2 separate regions of the Zea mays genome follow, and region 2 is linked to region 1. A link is a contact called in public Hi-C data. All regions are on one chromosome and are shown on one strand. Each heading gives the region's core, a stretch centred on a gene start, on an enhancer-like site or on the middle of the called end of the contact. The rest is flanking DNA. Distances are from core to core; before and after follow the strand shown. Region 1 holds the start of LOC100191434 (Senescence/dehydration-associated protein-related). Region 2 holds the start of LOC103639375.

The links. A called contact is a pair of places that touch in the nucleus more often than the background predicts.
Region 2: a contact with region 1 is called in a Hi-C map of ear, with 2.7 times the contacts expected there. The contact joins the promoter of LOC103639375 here to the promoter of LOC100191434 in region 1. A contact is called at or near these places in 2 of 25 Hi-C or Micro-C datasets (ear and tassel).

What each region holds. Positions count from the first base shown.
Region 1 is chr9:149,479,771-149,487,580 of Zm-B73-REFERENCE-NAM-5.0, forward strand. It overlaps LOC100191434 (Senescence/dehydration-associated protein-related), which reads left to right and starts at 3,906. Exons shown (of 4, transcript NM_001136867.1): 1 at 3,906-5,234; 2 at 6,272-6,438; 3 at 6,671-6,755; 4 at 7,557-7,810. The coding sequence starts at 4,213. The coding sequence ends at 7,746.
Region 2 is chr9:149,953,388-149,961,197 of Zm-B73-REFERENCE-NAM-5.0, forward strand. It overlaps LOC103639375, which reads right to left and starts at 3,319. Exons shown (of 1, transcript NM_001351742.1): 1 at 352-3,319. The coding sequence starts at 3,155. The coding sequence ends at 537.

The DNA of each region.
Region 1 (7,810 bases), core at 2,656-5,155:
AGGTACGCCACGTCATTCGATTTCGTATCCTTTTTCTTTTCCTCTTTCTCTCTCTTACAACAGGGACCGGGAAAGGGGGATACCCCGAAAAGGATCCTTCTCCGTGAAGGAAACAGGCTCCGAGCCTCCCTACTGATCAGAGGTTCAAAGGCTGGCCCCTCGGAGGGGTTTAACAGCCGCCTCAGAGCGCGTGGGCTCCACACCCACTACTGGTCAGAGGTTCGAAGGCCGGCCCCTCGGAAGGGTTCAACGGCCGCCTCAGGCTACTCGGGCTCCGCGCCCACTACTGATCAGGGGTTCGTAGGTTGGCCCTCGAAGGGTTCACAGCCGCCTCAGACACAGAGCGAGGGATGACCTTGGGTACGTTCGATACATAACCGAGGCTCGGGCTACGCTCCCGAGGTACCCTAGGACATTTCCGAGACCAGCGGGAACGATCTTGTAACGGAATCCCATCAGAGGGAGGCATCGAGCCCTCGGACCCCGTCGACAGGGGACCGGGTCCGGCAGATCACCCGCAGGTACTTTTGGGCGCGCCTCCAGGCCTCTAGCTGACCCCTAGCAAATGGGGCACGGGCGTCCACTCGGATTACCCGCCAGCAGCTCACCGGAGACATCATGTTCGGCGCCCTCCGAGGGCAACATGGCGCTTTCCCCCCCTCCTCCTTGCGGAAAGGCGACGCAGGGGCGTATGTAAAAAAGTCGAGTCTGTCCCTGACCGTCGTCTCGCCCTTTGCAGAGGCTCGGGGGCTGCTCTTGCAAACCCGACTCCGGCCAAACGTTGACAGCGTCAACATACCAGCCCGAGAACTTGGAACCCGACCGTGCACCCGGGCTACGGCCAGCTCGCATGAGGGAACGACCAGACCAGCCGAAGCATTGCGCTAGGCATTAAGACCTCGGAGGAGTCAAACCACTCCTCCGAGGCCTCGGGGGCTACACCCGGTGGGTGCGCTCGCGCGCACCCACCGGAACAAAACGCAACCGAGAAAGGCTGGTCCCCTTGCAAAAAAGTGCGACAAAAGCCTCCAAGCGAGTGTTAACACTCCCTTCGAGGCTCGGGGGCTACTGTCGGGGGCCATAATTAGGGGTACCCTCAAGTCTCCTAATTCTCAGCTGGTAACCCCCATCAGCACAAAGCTGCAAAGGCCTGATGGGTGCGACTAAGTCAGGAATCGGTCCATTCGAGGGACTCGATCACGCCTCGCCCGAGCCCAGCCTCGGGCAAGGGCAGCCGACCCCGGAGGATCTACGTCTCGCCCGAGGCCCCCCTCCAGCGACGAACATACTTCTGGCTCGCCCGAGGCCCAGTCTTCGCCAAGAAGCAACCCTGGCCAAATCGCCATGCCAACCGACCAAATCGCGGGGGCATTTAATGCAAAGGTGGCCTGACACCTTTATCCTGACGCGCGTCCTCCAGTCGACAGAGCCGAAGTGACCACAGTCACTTCGCCGCTCCACTGACCGGCCTGACAGAAGGACGGCGCTGCCTGCGCCGCTCCGACTGCTGTGCCACTCGACAGAGTGAGGCTGACAGGCAGTCAGGCCCGGCCTCAGGCACCATAGGAAACTCCGCTTCGCCCGACCCAGGGCTCGGACTCGGGCTCAGCCCCGGAAGACGGCGAACTCCGCTCCGCCCGACCTAGGGCTCGGACTCGGGCTCAGCCCCGGAAGACGGCGAACTCCGCTCCGCCCGACCCAGGGCTCGGACTCGGGCTCAGCCCCGGAAGACGGCGAACTCCGCTCCGCCCGACCCAGGGCTCGGACTTGGGCTCAGCCCCGGAAGACGGCAAACTCCGATCCGCCCGACCTCAGGGCTTGGACTCGGGCACAGCCCCGGAAGACGGCAAACTCCGCTCCGCCCGACCCCAGGGCTCAGACTCAGCCCTGGCCTCAGCCGACGGTCTCTGCCTCGCCCGACCCAGGGACTCGGACTCGACCTCGGCCACGGAAGACAGACTCGACCTCGACCTCGGAGGAGCCTCCACATCACCCAACCTAGGGTGCGGACCGACCATGTCAACAGGAGGCGCCATCATTACCCTACCCCAAGCTGACTCAGGCTACGGGGAACAAGACCGGCGTCCCATCTGGCTCGCTCCGTCAGACAAGTAATGATGGCGCCCCGCACGCTCTATGACGACGGCGGCTCTCAGCCCCCTTACGGAAGCAAGAGGACGTCAGCAAGGACTTGACAGCCCCGACAGCTGTCCTTCCGCCAGGCTCCAGCGCTCCTCCGACGGCCACGACACCACACGAACCGGGTGCCAAAACCTCTCCGGCTGCCACGATGGCATGTACTTAGGGCGCTAGCTCTCCTCCGCTAGACACGTTAGCACTCTGCTACACCCCCCATTGTACACCTGGATCCTCTCCTTACGCCTATAAAAGGAAGGACCAGGGCCCTCTTACAGAGGGTTGGCCGCGCGGGGAAGAGGACGGGACAGGCGTTCGCGTGAGGCCGCTCGCTCCCTCTCCCGCGTGGATGCTTGTAACCCCCTACTGCAAGCGCACCCGACCTGGGCGCGGGACAAACACGAAGGCCGCGGGATTTCCACCTCTCTCTCTCGCTCCGGCTGCCCTTTGTTCCCCCCTTCGCGCTCCGTCTCGCGCCGACCCATCTGGGCTGGGGCACGCGGCGACATTTCACTCGTCGGCCCAGGGACCCCCCGGTCTCGAAACGCCGACACCGGTGGTGGGCACCGAACAATCTGGTGCCCTGTCCGGTGCGCCACTAGTCGTTGGATCTGTCAGTCGACCATTGGCGTTGTCAGACTTTGCACAAACAATATGAGCCCTCCTCCACAGTGCCACCAGGAACTAGCCGTTGGGCTACTGTTCCCTGGTGCACCGGACAGTCTAGTGTGCCACCGAACAGTCTGGTTTCCCTTACGGGACAGTCCGCGAGTGGCAACACATTTCTTCGTTTTTTTTGGACTTTGCTTGATATTTTTTGATCTTCACTTGTGATCTTCACAATGTCTTCTTTTGAGGTGTTGCTTTCCTCAATACATTAGTCCAAGTCACTTTTAGTATCATGTGAACTACAAACATAAACACTAGCAAACTCATTAATCTACAGATTATGTTGATCATCAAACACCAAAACCTTTTGAGTCAAATGGTCCGGGGTCCATTTTCCTTACGACCCCACTCATTTTTTGTTTCAATGAACTTTTTATGTTATTTAGTGTATTAGTTAACAAACATTCACTTAGTCCCCCACTCATACTTAAGGTATGTTTGGTTCACTACCTAAGTTGTCACATTTTGCCTAACTTTTCTGCCTAAGGTTAGTTAGAGCCTGTTTGGTTTGATGCTAATTTGCTACACTTTGCCTAACTTTTCTGCCTAAGGTTAGTTCTTCAATTCGAACGACTAACCTTAGGCAAAGTATGGCACATTTAGCCACAAATCAAACAGCCCCTCAACTCGGACGACTAACCTTAGACAAAGTGTGACACATTTAGCCACAAACCAAACATGCCCTTAGCCCCTCACTCAGAATTTGGATCGGGTCGGCTCCTAGCTGGAGATAACCTAATTTCATAAAAGCAACTAATTTTTATAGCAAAATGATTTTAGCCCATCGATTTACTTTCGATGTTCTTGTTTCCAAACAAGCTCTAAAAAATATATTAAACCTAATTATTAGGTAATTCACATAACTTTTGTTAATCATTGATTAATTAGGTTTAAAAAATTTATCTCATCATTTAGTCTTTAGTTATATAATTGGTTTTGTAATTAGATTAAACATCCTGTACGAAACATGCTAAATTTTATAGGCCAGTGTCTATTCGTCTTTGCCTCGTCTCCAGCTAAGGTTCCTGATCGTTTCTTCTCGCGCCTCCGTGTCCGATGAGTTGTCTCGCCCCCACCGCCACGCCTTTCGCCGCGACATCTACGCGTCGTTCGCCCCCTTCCTTCCTCCCAAAGTCTTCTCGTCTTATCGGCTTGCCGGATCCGCTGCCACCACCATCTCCGCACCCACATCTGTGCCCCAGGTGTGGTTCGGTTTGAGAAACGGTACCAGCCTGCCGACGGCCAACGGGCAGAAGTCTCCGCGTCCCTGAGCGCCACAGCAACCGTCGCCTTCACCACTTGGTTCTTTCCGTAATAAAATCCCACCTCTCCCATTTCTGTTTCCCCACTTCCCCTCGCTCGACTCGATCCGCAGCAAGCTAAGCGCAACCGACCAGCTACGCAACCATGGCTTTCGCTTCCTCGAATGCCAAGCAGAGCCTCTACCCGGATGTGGACCAGTCCCACCCTGATCTCAATACCCCTTTCTTCTCCGCACCCACCACCTCCACCTGCGCCGGCGCCGGCGCCGCCACGGGCAACTCCCTCTACCCCACCGTCGACCCCAACGAGCTCGCACAGAACCTCTTCCCCGAGACGGTCGAAGAGGACGCGGCACCGCCACCGCCCACCACAGAGGAGACCATCATCGCTGTCCCTGGGGCGCAGCTCCACCTCATCGACCCCGACCGCAGCGTCGATCTCGGCGCTGGCACGCTCTCCATCGTGCGCCTCCGCCAGGGGGACCACTCCGTCGCCGTCCTCGCGCGCCTGATCCACGAGAAGCCCCACCACCGCCGCGGCCTCTTCCGCTTGTTCAGCAGCGGGCGGTCTGACGCTGGCGCCGAGCAGGAGCCCGTCCAGTGGCCGCTGGCCCGCGATGTCGCGGCGGTCAAGCTCGACCCCGCGCACTACTTCTTCTCGCTCCATGTCCCACACACGGACCACCCGGACGACAAGGATGACGCGGACGGTGCCGAAGCGGACGCGGAGGCGGCGCTGAGCTACGGCCTCACGGTCGTTGGGAAGGGGCAGGAGGAAGTATTGGCGGAGCTGGACAGGGTCCTCGAGGAGTACACCACCTTCTCGGTGAAGCAGGTGGAGACGGCGGCGAAGGAGAAGTCAGAGGTCATGGACGCGAGGGCAGTGGCCGAGATCACGCCGGAAGAAGCTGTCGGGGATAAGAAGGAGGTTGTTGAGGAGAAGTCCGCGGCGTTCTGGACGACAATAGCGCCGAACGTGGACGATTACAGCTCGTCGGTGGCGCGGCTGATCGCCCGGGGATCGGGGCAGCTAGTGAGGGGCATCATCTGGTGCGGTGACATCACGGCGGGGGGCCTGCGGCGTGGGGAAGAAGTGATGAAGAAGAGCGTGGGTCCCAGCACGAAGCCGACCCAGGTGAAGCCCAGCACTCTCAGAAGGATGAAGAGGTAGGATGGTGGACATGTTACTACTACTCGCATTTATTATGGCTATTGTAACTGTTAATTTCGTTTTAAGTCGGTTGCTCCAAAAATTAGAAAATTTGCAGATGGATAGGAAATCTATTTACCGCGAATTAGATTATTATCTTGTTAATTTAGTGCGATCGTTCCTTTCGGATTGCAGTATTTTAGACACTAATCATAGATAGGAGTTAAATCACCGTGCTGTTAATATTGTATGTCATGGTAACTCGTAGAGTCAGACAACTTACTGGTAGCTCTTACTTAGTAAATGTTTCTTAATTGGAACTCCCTTTGCATTTCATGTTTTGATAGATTTTAATTTATCAGAGCAGGGGATCTTTTGCTTGAGCAGCCATGTTTTTCTTTCTGAATGCAAAGCAGATGTCCCATTCATGTATGATCATGTCAACTATTCCTTCAGAGTGTTGCCATCCATCTTTATTAGTTGATTGGTGCGAAATGATCCTGAACTTATCCATTGCCTGCTTTAGAGTCACCATGTAGTATATATATATATATATATATATATATATATATATATATATATATATATATATATATATATATATATATATATATATATATATATATATATATATATATATATATATATATATATATATATATATATATATATATATATATATATATATATATAAAGCACCTAGGATCTCTTGATAATGACTACCACTGATATTTTCCTGCCTGATGTAGTGATTTTACCTTATGATGGTAATGACAAGTGTTAGCGAAGATTTGTGACTGAGGTGCAAAACATGATTTGTTTGAGCATCTATCTAGTGTTCTAGATTACTCAGTTCTAAACTGCCAATCAGTTTAGTCAAGTAGCCTACTTGTTATCAACCATGCGTATCAGTGTCTGAAGTAGAACTTTTACACCACCGACTGTTATTCATGTCCCTTTCGGTTGGTTGGCGTCCATTGCTATTAAATTAATGTATGATGACCAATTTGTGTCCCTCTTCCTGCTGCTTATGGTTTTCTGTCTATTTTTTTAGGGCTAGGAGGGTTACAAAGATGTCCAACAGGGTGGCAAACTCAATCCTGTCTGGTGTTCTGAAAGTCACTGGCTTTGTCACAAGCACCGTGTTGAACTCCAAACCAGCACAAAAGTTTTTCAAGTTAATGCCTGGCGAAGTTATTCTTGCTTCACTTGATGGATTTGGTATGTCTGATTTACATTTCTTTAAGATTTGCTTGAGAAATATAGGTTCATTCAGGCTAGTTTATATGTTTTTGGGGTGATTGAATCTAAAATGATAGGTTTGTAAAACCAGAAGATATAATTGAAATCATAATATGGCTTCTGATTCTACCCACTCCACAATGTTTAACTTCTGCTGCATGTCTGCATTGCATGTATGATCGGTTGATTTACCCCTTATTCAATGATACAGGGAAAATATGGGATGCTGTGGAAGTGTCTGGCAAAAATGTGATGCAGACATCCTCAGTTGTGACCACTTCTGTTGTAACACACAGGTAACATACAATGCAATGGATACTTCGTCGAATCAACTGCTTTGTACTCCCTCTATCCTAAATTAAAATTCGTTTAAGAAATTAATAGATTCATAGAATACTTGATGTACATGTTTTTTATGTGTCAGATTCATCATCAAACATTTGAATATACACATAAAAACCAATAGCTAAAATGAATACTATTTTGGGACGGATGGAGTATTATTTTTGGGTATCCACTGTAACATTTTTTTGGTTAGGAGTCCTCCAATTTTCTGAACTATGTGAATGTAACTCTTTTTGGTTGGCAAACTTTCCATGCCATTTTGGCATTTTAGCAGCAAAGTCCATATGGTGTATCATACATATAAGAATGAAACAGGACTTTAAAAACAATTTAGATCAAATTCAAATAATAATTCAATAACCAGAAGAGATTAGAAATGCAAGAGATCCAAGAAAAAATGTTCTTTTAGAAAAATGGCAATGGACCCATGAACTAGGAAGTACTGCTCTTATGAGATAACAGCATGCGGGAAATGTTTCTTCTGTTTCTTTAGAAAACCTTGTTCCATAACATGATTTTACACCTACTTATGCGTAGAAACGGCTCGGCTCTTGTCTGGTTGCCACCTGGCTATTAGTCAATGAAAAACTAAGTTCCAGTGAACTATATGGTTGATACTAGAACTCTAGAAGGGGGCATTTAGCTATTTGCCGTCCTTCGTGTGTCACTAACACATAAGTCACTAACGGCAAAAATTTTGCCACCCACTTAATTTTTCCCTCTAGAAGAGTTTAATGGTTCGATTGATGCAGATACGGTGAACAAGCAGGTGAAGCCACACACAATTACCTCCACGCTACAGGAAATGTTCTCGGAGCTGCGTGGGCTGTATTCAAGATTAGAAAAGCCCTCGACCCTAAGGGTAATATGAAGAAGTCTTTTGTCAGCCAAGCAGCGCACGCCGTAGCTAAAGAATCAGTTGCGAGGCAAAAGAAGAAGTGAACTGGCCTGGTCGGTGGTTCCATTGTACCTGTAATTTGATATGTTTGATGTTGCAGTATGTTAG
Region 2 (7,810 bases), core at 2,069-4,568, 470 kb after region 1:
AGTATAATTTATAATACAAAATAATACTTTACATAGCCTGCTAGAGATGGTCTAAGGACCAAAAACCAGTGTGCGTGTAAAAAGGCTCCAACGAGTCCATCAAATCCTACACGTCACCGGATACACAATTCCAAATCTGTAAAATACTTCCAAATCTGTAAAGAAGGGTTGCTACTCCCTGTTTTGAAACATACAATTTTTATGCAAGCTAATTTGCTCATTTAAACTATTAGCTCCTCCTGAGCAATGAACCAATTAGCTTGTCTTAAATGTGGCATACAGTCATATATTTCAAAAAAGGGAGTATACATTCATGAACAATATGATAGCAACACAATAGCGGTACATAGAAGAAAACAGCATTTATATTCAACAGCAGGCCATATGTATGTACATCAGAAATAGCATAAGAGCGTATATTTGATTTTTAGTTCGCTCTTACCCTTCCAAAAAAAAAACGGAACAAAAAAAAAAGGCAAGCAGCCATATGCGTAAATCTACAAGCCCTGTTGAAACTGAATGAAGGATGGAAGGGCTCATTGCCTCAGCTTTGGTATTTTATGTGTGCTACAAAAATCTTGGTATGGCTTGAAATTGTTTCGCCATGTTACAAATTGTTTCCTCAAACATTTGTACACCTTTTCCTCGGCAGGCTGAATTTCCATGGCTGGGGTATCAAAATCTATCCTCACTGGGCCGAAATCGAACAAAGTTGCAGCTTGTTCAGGTGAATCAGGAACTTTGGCTTTTCCGCAAACAAATGTTGTGAAGACCTTATCCTCATATAGCGTTGAAGACCTATGCAGATCATCTTGGTTTTGATCTTCTTTCTCCTCCTTTCTGGTACTTCTACCCATACTGAACCTATGTTCAATCTGAGGCTCATAACTAAAATAGGACTTTCCTTCATCCAGTTCTTGTGAAGCAGGCCATCCATTGCCGTTGTCAGTGTCAGCAATGGATATTACAGGATCCAGGGCTTCAAAAACTTCTCTACATCGATCATTTATGGAATCAGTTTCTATGGGTACTCCCTGAGAAGAGCTTTCTGCATCCTTGCTTTTCTCTTCCAGCGCAAGCAGAACAGGTATGGGTAGTACTGGACCAACAAGGGCATCTGGAGAGCGTACTTTGCTAGTCAGATTGTAACTTATGCTTGAAGGTTTTGCCAACAGGAAAGGTCTAAGTTTAGTGTTCGTCAAACAGGTAGGAACATCTAAATGTTCACATAAGGTCTTCTCTGTGCTGCATGCTAGCATGTCACTGTATTTGGAGAAGGTGACATGCAGGATGTCTGATGGCAGGCCATTCAATATTCTCTGGCAAGAAATTTCAAAAATGTTCATGGGAATACTAACATTGCATAAAAAATCTGAAACTGGGTGGGGCAATGAACTAGAGTTCTCTTTTGCATATTCCGACACAGCTTCACTGATAATAATATGGCCCATCTCTTTATTGATACTAGAACCATGCTTTACCAATGCATTGCACAGATTGCCTTCAAGATACTCAGATAGGAAACGCAACTTCATTAAACTATATCTAAGGGAGAAATTGTCATACGGAGTGTCAGGAAATATAGCTAAATTACTAGCCCTGGCTGTATGTTTTGATTCATCACATGGGATATCATTGTGTGAATCTGCAGATGCACGGTACCTTTGCATTTCTAATTTCCCCATGGCTGTCAAGCAGACCAAAGCAAAGCCAGTAAATGATGTCTCTGAAACTGAGAGGTGGTTTGGAAGCACATAGTAGCCAATAATGGAGTTTTTACTCCATTTTGAAGCATATTCATCTCTTGAAACAGGCATTGAGAATACATCTTTCATTCTTCCGCTGCTGCAGCTGCAGTGATGACCTGTCAGCGAAAACCGTGAAGGAAGATCCCAAGCATACAGGTGAGAGTTATCTGGACAGCCTTGCTCTTTAGGTCCATAACAGAAAACACTGAACTCCCCTGTCTTGAACGAACCAACCAAAATAGCAAAACCAGAATTTGATGCCCACTCATGCTCCTTGGAAGGCCTCAATTCAGAAAGTCGAAACATAGCAACATTACTAGGACTTTTCAGCTCATGCTGCCACGCCAACACAGGCGTCAATGGCTGTCTCAAATCGAGGAGAATCAAGTATCGCTTTGTCACCACTGAGAAATGGAAATGATCAAGCCCACCCCTGCAGAATGCAAGGTACTGATCTGCCTCAGCAAAAGGATCAGTTTCAAGCAGTCCTGGCATTCCAACTCTCGCCAAAACCTTGTATTGACCACGATCCCCAAATCTTAAGTCGATCAAAAGGATGGATTTTGAACTCGCGACGATTATCATCCATGGTTGTGCCCCATAGTCACAGCTTAGCCATTCCCCAGTGTCATCCTTGCTGCCAACATCAATTTTTATCTTTCCACCTTGACGTGTGTCCAGATTGAACCAGCACAGCTCCCCACTCTCCAGCAACACAACACATTCGGATGGCAAATGCCTGCTCCAACAAGCATGCACAATTACAGAGTCAACCTGCTGCTTGGCAATAGGCACTAAGACAGAAGTCCCCAAATCCTGTGACTCAACCCTGAACCAATTCAGGGAGTACATTGTCACAGCAAGCAGGAACCCCTCAGGGTTGTCTTCCAGCTGCGACGGCCATGACGACTCATTAGCAGTGGTAACAAGCTGCTGGATGCGGTGGCCCGGGTGCATAAACCCATCACTCTGAACGACCGGCGAGAGAGGCGTGGAACCAGTGACAGTGGTGGCATCCAGAGTAACAAAGGCAACATGCTCCGCATTCTCGCCGTAGGGGAAAAAGAGAATGAGAGAGCACGAGAGCCGGAGGACGGCGAGCAGATTGGAAGGCGGAGAAGATGAAGACGGTTGGGGGATGAGTGTGTCAGCGAGGTAGTCAAAGTCGGAGCGCGGGAGGAAGGAGGTGCCTCGGACAAAAGAGCGGAGGAAGCGGTTCAGGCCGCGGGTGGAGGAGCGCGGCAATGGGATGGGGTAGGGGAGGGAGAGCAACGGGGTGCGCGGCGGGAGAGGGGAGAAGTGGAGGGGGCCGCGGGAGGCGGCGGCGGCAGGCAGCGGGTCAACGGACGGCGCAGCGAAGACGGCACAAACCGGGAAGACGGAGCGCCAATCCTCGGAGAGGTTCATGGACGGCAGGGGTCGCGCGGGCGCGGAGTGAATCGGTGGGGCGGCAGGCACGGGAACCAATCGGGTGGAGAGCGGCGGCGGCCACGCGATGGAGCGGAAGGTGGAAAGGAATCGTCGGCAGGAAGGGTTTCAGATTGGAGAATCGCCGTAGCCGGCGTGTCGGCGGAGAGCCTTTTGGGTTCCGGTTTCTTTTCTGTGACGGTGAATTCATGATGGGTGCAATCTTATATTCCTGTCAATGCTGTATTATTTGAATATATGCTATGATAATATATTTTATAAATATTTTTAAAATTTCAGTATAACTATCTCTAACGAGAACCCAAAATTTTAAGTCTTTATTTTTTATTTAGGTACTTTAATATTGATCTCAATCTACATGTGTTGAGTTGTATTTAGGTTTTATTCCGTTATTCCAATTCCACGTGAATTTGAGTATATTGAAGTGGATTATAGTAAAATTTGGCTTGCTATAGATTTAAATCGACTCAATACCATCGAATCCACATGGATTAACAGTAAAACGAACAAGCTTTTAGATGTAAATTAGTTTAATTTACACAACAATCTAGTTCAATACATGTTGATTAGGATTAATATTAAAGTATCTAAACTAAACCTAACGGAGCATGGCGGGACGAAATTTTTCCCGCGAAGATTTGATAGAGACCTGAATTATAAGTCAGACCATCCTCCCGTGTGGCTAGTTCAAATCCAATAAATTGCCTCACTGCGTAAATATGCAAAAATCACATTCGCTAACTCCAACCATCGTTCCCTTCACTTGATCGACGCTCGCCCATGTGACAATATTTTGCTTCAGTTGCCCATTCTTCCTTATAATCTTTTTTAACATGTTTCTATGATAACTTTCTTAACACAAATTTGTGCAAATGCGTGTCTTTATATTACTAAATCATTGTAAAAAATAGAGGCACCATTTTTACAGATTTTTAATTGTTTCAATTTTAGGTGCCTCAGATGTCGTACCGATATCCTCTACCTTGTTAGTTAAATATTATTGTGTATTAAAAGGGAAATGTGCCATTGTGCCATTTCTAGTATATTTTGGTGATTAAGTGTCCAACACATATTAAGTGAGTTATTTTATATCAAATGATGAATTAAGTGCAAATCAACAAAGAAGGTATGTTTCTAGACTTAGTACATTTGTTTTGGGTACTAATAAAGTTACCTAAGTGCTAGAAACAGAAAAAGAAAAAGATTGGAAAAGAGTGTCTGTGTGTAGCCAAGACTAAGCACAGTCTGGCACACCGGACTGTCCGGTGGTGCACCAGACAGTGTCCGGTGCGCCAGACGGGTCCAAGGTGAACAGGCCACTCTCGGGACTCGACGACGGCGTACGGCTATAATTCATCGGACTGTCCGGTGGTGCACCGGACTGTCTGGTGGGTCGGTCGCGACGAAGTCGTCGCTCTCGGGAAAAGTTCAACGGCGTACGGCTAAAATTCACCGGACTGTCCGGTGAGCCAACGGTCAACTTCGCAACGGTCGGCAGCATGATCTGAGGGCGACACGTGGCCCGCACCAATGGTCGGAAGGGGCACCGGACTGTTCGGTGTGCACCGGACAGTGTTCGGTGCGCCAACCGACGCCAGAGTTGCAACGGTCGTCTGCGCCAAATTAGGAAGGAGATCCGCACCAGACATGCTACAGTGCCTACGGTGGTGCACCGGGCTGTTCGGTGCGACACCCAACAGAAGGCAAGATTAGCCTTCCAAGATTGCCTCCAACGGCTCCTAGGTGCCTTGGGGCTATAAAAGGGACCCCCTAGGCGCATGGAGGAGTCACCCAAGCATTCTTTGATCATTCCTAAGCACCAAGACTCCATTCTCGCGCATTCGATTCTTTGAGATAGTGACTTGAGCTCCAATTGAGTAGAGAACTCCGTGAGTTGTGTTTTGAGCTCAAGTTATGGCTTGTGTGCGTGATTGTGCTCTGGTTTTGAGTCTTGTGTGTGTTGCTCTTCCCTCACTTACTTCTGTGCTTCTTTGTGAACATCAATTGTAAGGGCGAGAGGCTCCAAGTTGTGGAGATTCCTCGCAAACGGGAGAAAGTATAAGAAAGAAGAACATTGTGGTATTCAAGTTGATCATTGGATCACTTGAAAGGGGTTGAGTGCAACCCTCGTCCATTGGGACGCCACAACGTGGAAGTAGGCAAGTGTTATACTTGGCCGAACCACGGGATAACTCATGTGTCTCTTGTGATTGCTTTTCTGTGTGATTATTGTGACTCGCAAGAGCTCGCTCTATAGCCACTTGGTTTTATCATTCTAACACTTAACCAAGTTTTGTGGCTATTAGTTGTTGAATTTTACAGGATCACCTATTCACCCCCCCCTCTAGGTGCTCTCAATTGGTATCAGAGCCGTTCTCTTCACGCAAGGGACTAATCGCCCGAAGAGATGGATCCTAAGGGAAAGGGGATGGTGGTCAACGACAAGACAAAGGAATCCATCGTCAATGAGCCAAGAGATGATAAGCCCTTGGACTCTGGCTCGAGTCATAAGAAAAGAGACGGGAAGAAGAAGAGGCGCATCAAGAAGATTGTCTATTACGACAGCGACGAGTCTTCTTCTTCACCAAGAGACGACGATGACGAGAAAAAGAAACCGGTTAACTCAAACTATTCATTTGATTATTCTTGTATTCCTTTTAATTACAATGCTCATTTACTTTCAATTCCACTTGGGAAACCTCCGCACTTTGATGGAGAAGACTACTCATTTTGGAGTCACAAAATGCGTAGTCACCTATTTTCTCTCCATCCAAGTATTTGGGAGATTGTTGAAAACGGAATGCATTTTGATAGTACTGACAACCCCGTTTTCATTAATGAGCAAATCCATAAAAATGCACAAGCGACCACTGTTTTGCTAGCATCCTTGTTGAAAGGGAATTAGGCTTACACCTAGTTCCTAAATAGTTTTGGTGGTTGAATCGCCCAACACAAACAATTGGACTAACTAGTTTGCTCTAGATTATATGTTTTACAGGTGCCAAAAGTTCATCTATAACTATGCTAAATCGACTGTCCGGAATAACGTAGATTATTCCGGACAGGAGAAGCTTTTTGGAAAAACAGGCCAAGCGCGGACCGTCCGGGCCCTTGCGGCGGACCGTCCGCAACACTAGAATGACTCTCGGACAGAACCAATGCAAAAATACAAGTTTCCATTACGGACTGTCCGAAGGAAAAGCCAAGACCGTCCGAGCCCTCGCGCGGACCGTCCGGCCTCAGGCGCGGACCGTCCGGTCGGTATGAAACCGAAAAACCCGAAGGTGACGGGTTCGGAGAAATGAATTTTAGCGGCCTCGCGGACCGTCCGGGCCAGGCGGGCGGACCGTCCGCGACTGGCTCTGTCTGACATCTGACGACGCATTAAATGCAATATAGCCGTTGATATAGCCGTTACTGCTGACCGTTGCATTGTCAGCCGTTGATCTACAGGGGCGGACCGTCCGCACCAGGAGGGCGGACCGTCCGCGCTCGGCAGAATGGCCCAACGGCTAGGAAGTGGTTGGTGGCTATAAATACAACCCCAACCACCTCCATTCATATCATCCAAGCATTCCAACCTTCAACATTCAATACAAGAGCTAGCACTCTCTTCCAAGACACATTCAAAGCCTCCACCTCTCCAAGTTTCACAATTGAGAAAAGAGATCATTAGTGATTAGTGACTTGAGAGAGGAAGTGATCCGTGTGTTACTTGTCGCTCTTGTCGCTTGGCTTTTTTAATCGTGCTTTCTTGATTCTTTCATTGTGATCAAGCTCACTTGTAATTGAGACAAGAGACACCAATCTTGTGGTGATCCTTGTAGGAACTTTGTGTTCCAAGTGATTGAGAAAAGAAAGCTCACTCGATCCGTGGATCGTTTGAGAGAGGGAAGGGTTGAAAGAGACCCGGCCTTTGTGGCCTCCTCAACGGGGAGTAGGTTTGCAAGAACCGAACCTCGGTAAAACAAATCCGTGTGTCACACTCTCCATTTGGTTGCGATTTGTTTTCCACCCTCTCTCGCGGACTCATTTCTTTATTACTAACGCTAACCCGGCTTGCAGTTGTGTTTATATTTGTAAATTTCAGTTTCGCCCTATTCACCCCCCCTCTAGGCGACTATCAATTGGTATCAGAGCCTGGTGCTTCATTAGAGCCTAACCGCTCGAAGTGATGTCGGGAGATCACACCAAGAGGGAGATGGAGACCGGCGACGACAAGCCCACTACAAGCCAAGGGAGCACTTCATCGGAAGAGTCCCGCACCAAGAGAAGAGAGAAGAAGAAGAAATCCTCCAAGCGGAAGGAGAAAAGATCTTCCTCTTCTCACCATAAGGAGAAGAAGGAAAAATCTTCTCACAAGCCGCATCGGAGTGGGGACAAGCACAAAAGGATGAGGAAGGTGGTCTTCTACGAGACCGACACTTCATCGACCTCCACCTCCGGCTCCGACGCGGCGTCCGTCACTTCTAAACGCCAAGAGCGTAAGAAGTATAGTAAGATCCCCCTACGCTACCCTCGCGTTCCTAAACATACACCTTTACTTTCCGTCCCATTAGGCAAACCACCAACTTTTAATGGTGAAGATTATGCTATGTGGAGTAATTTGATGCGATTTCATCTAACCTCTCTCC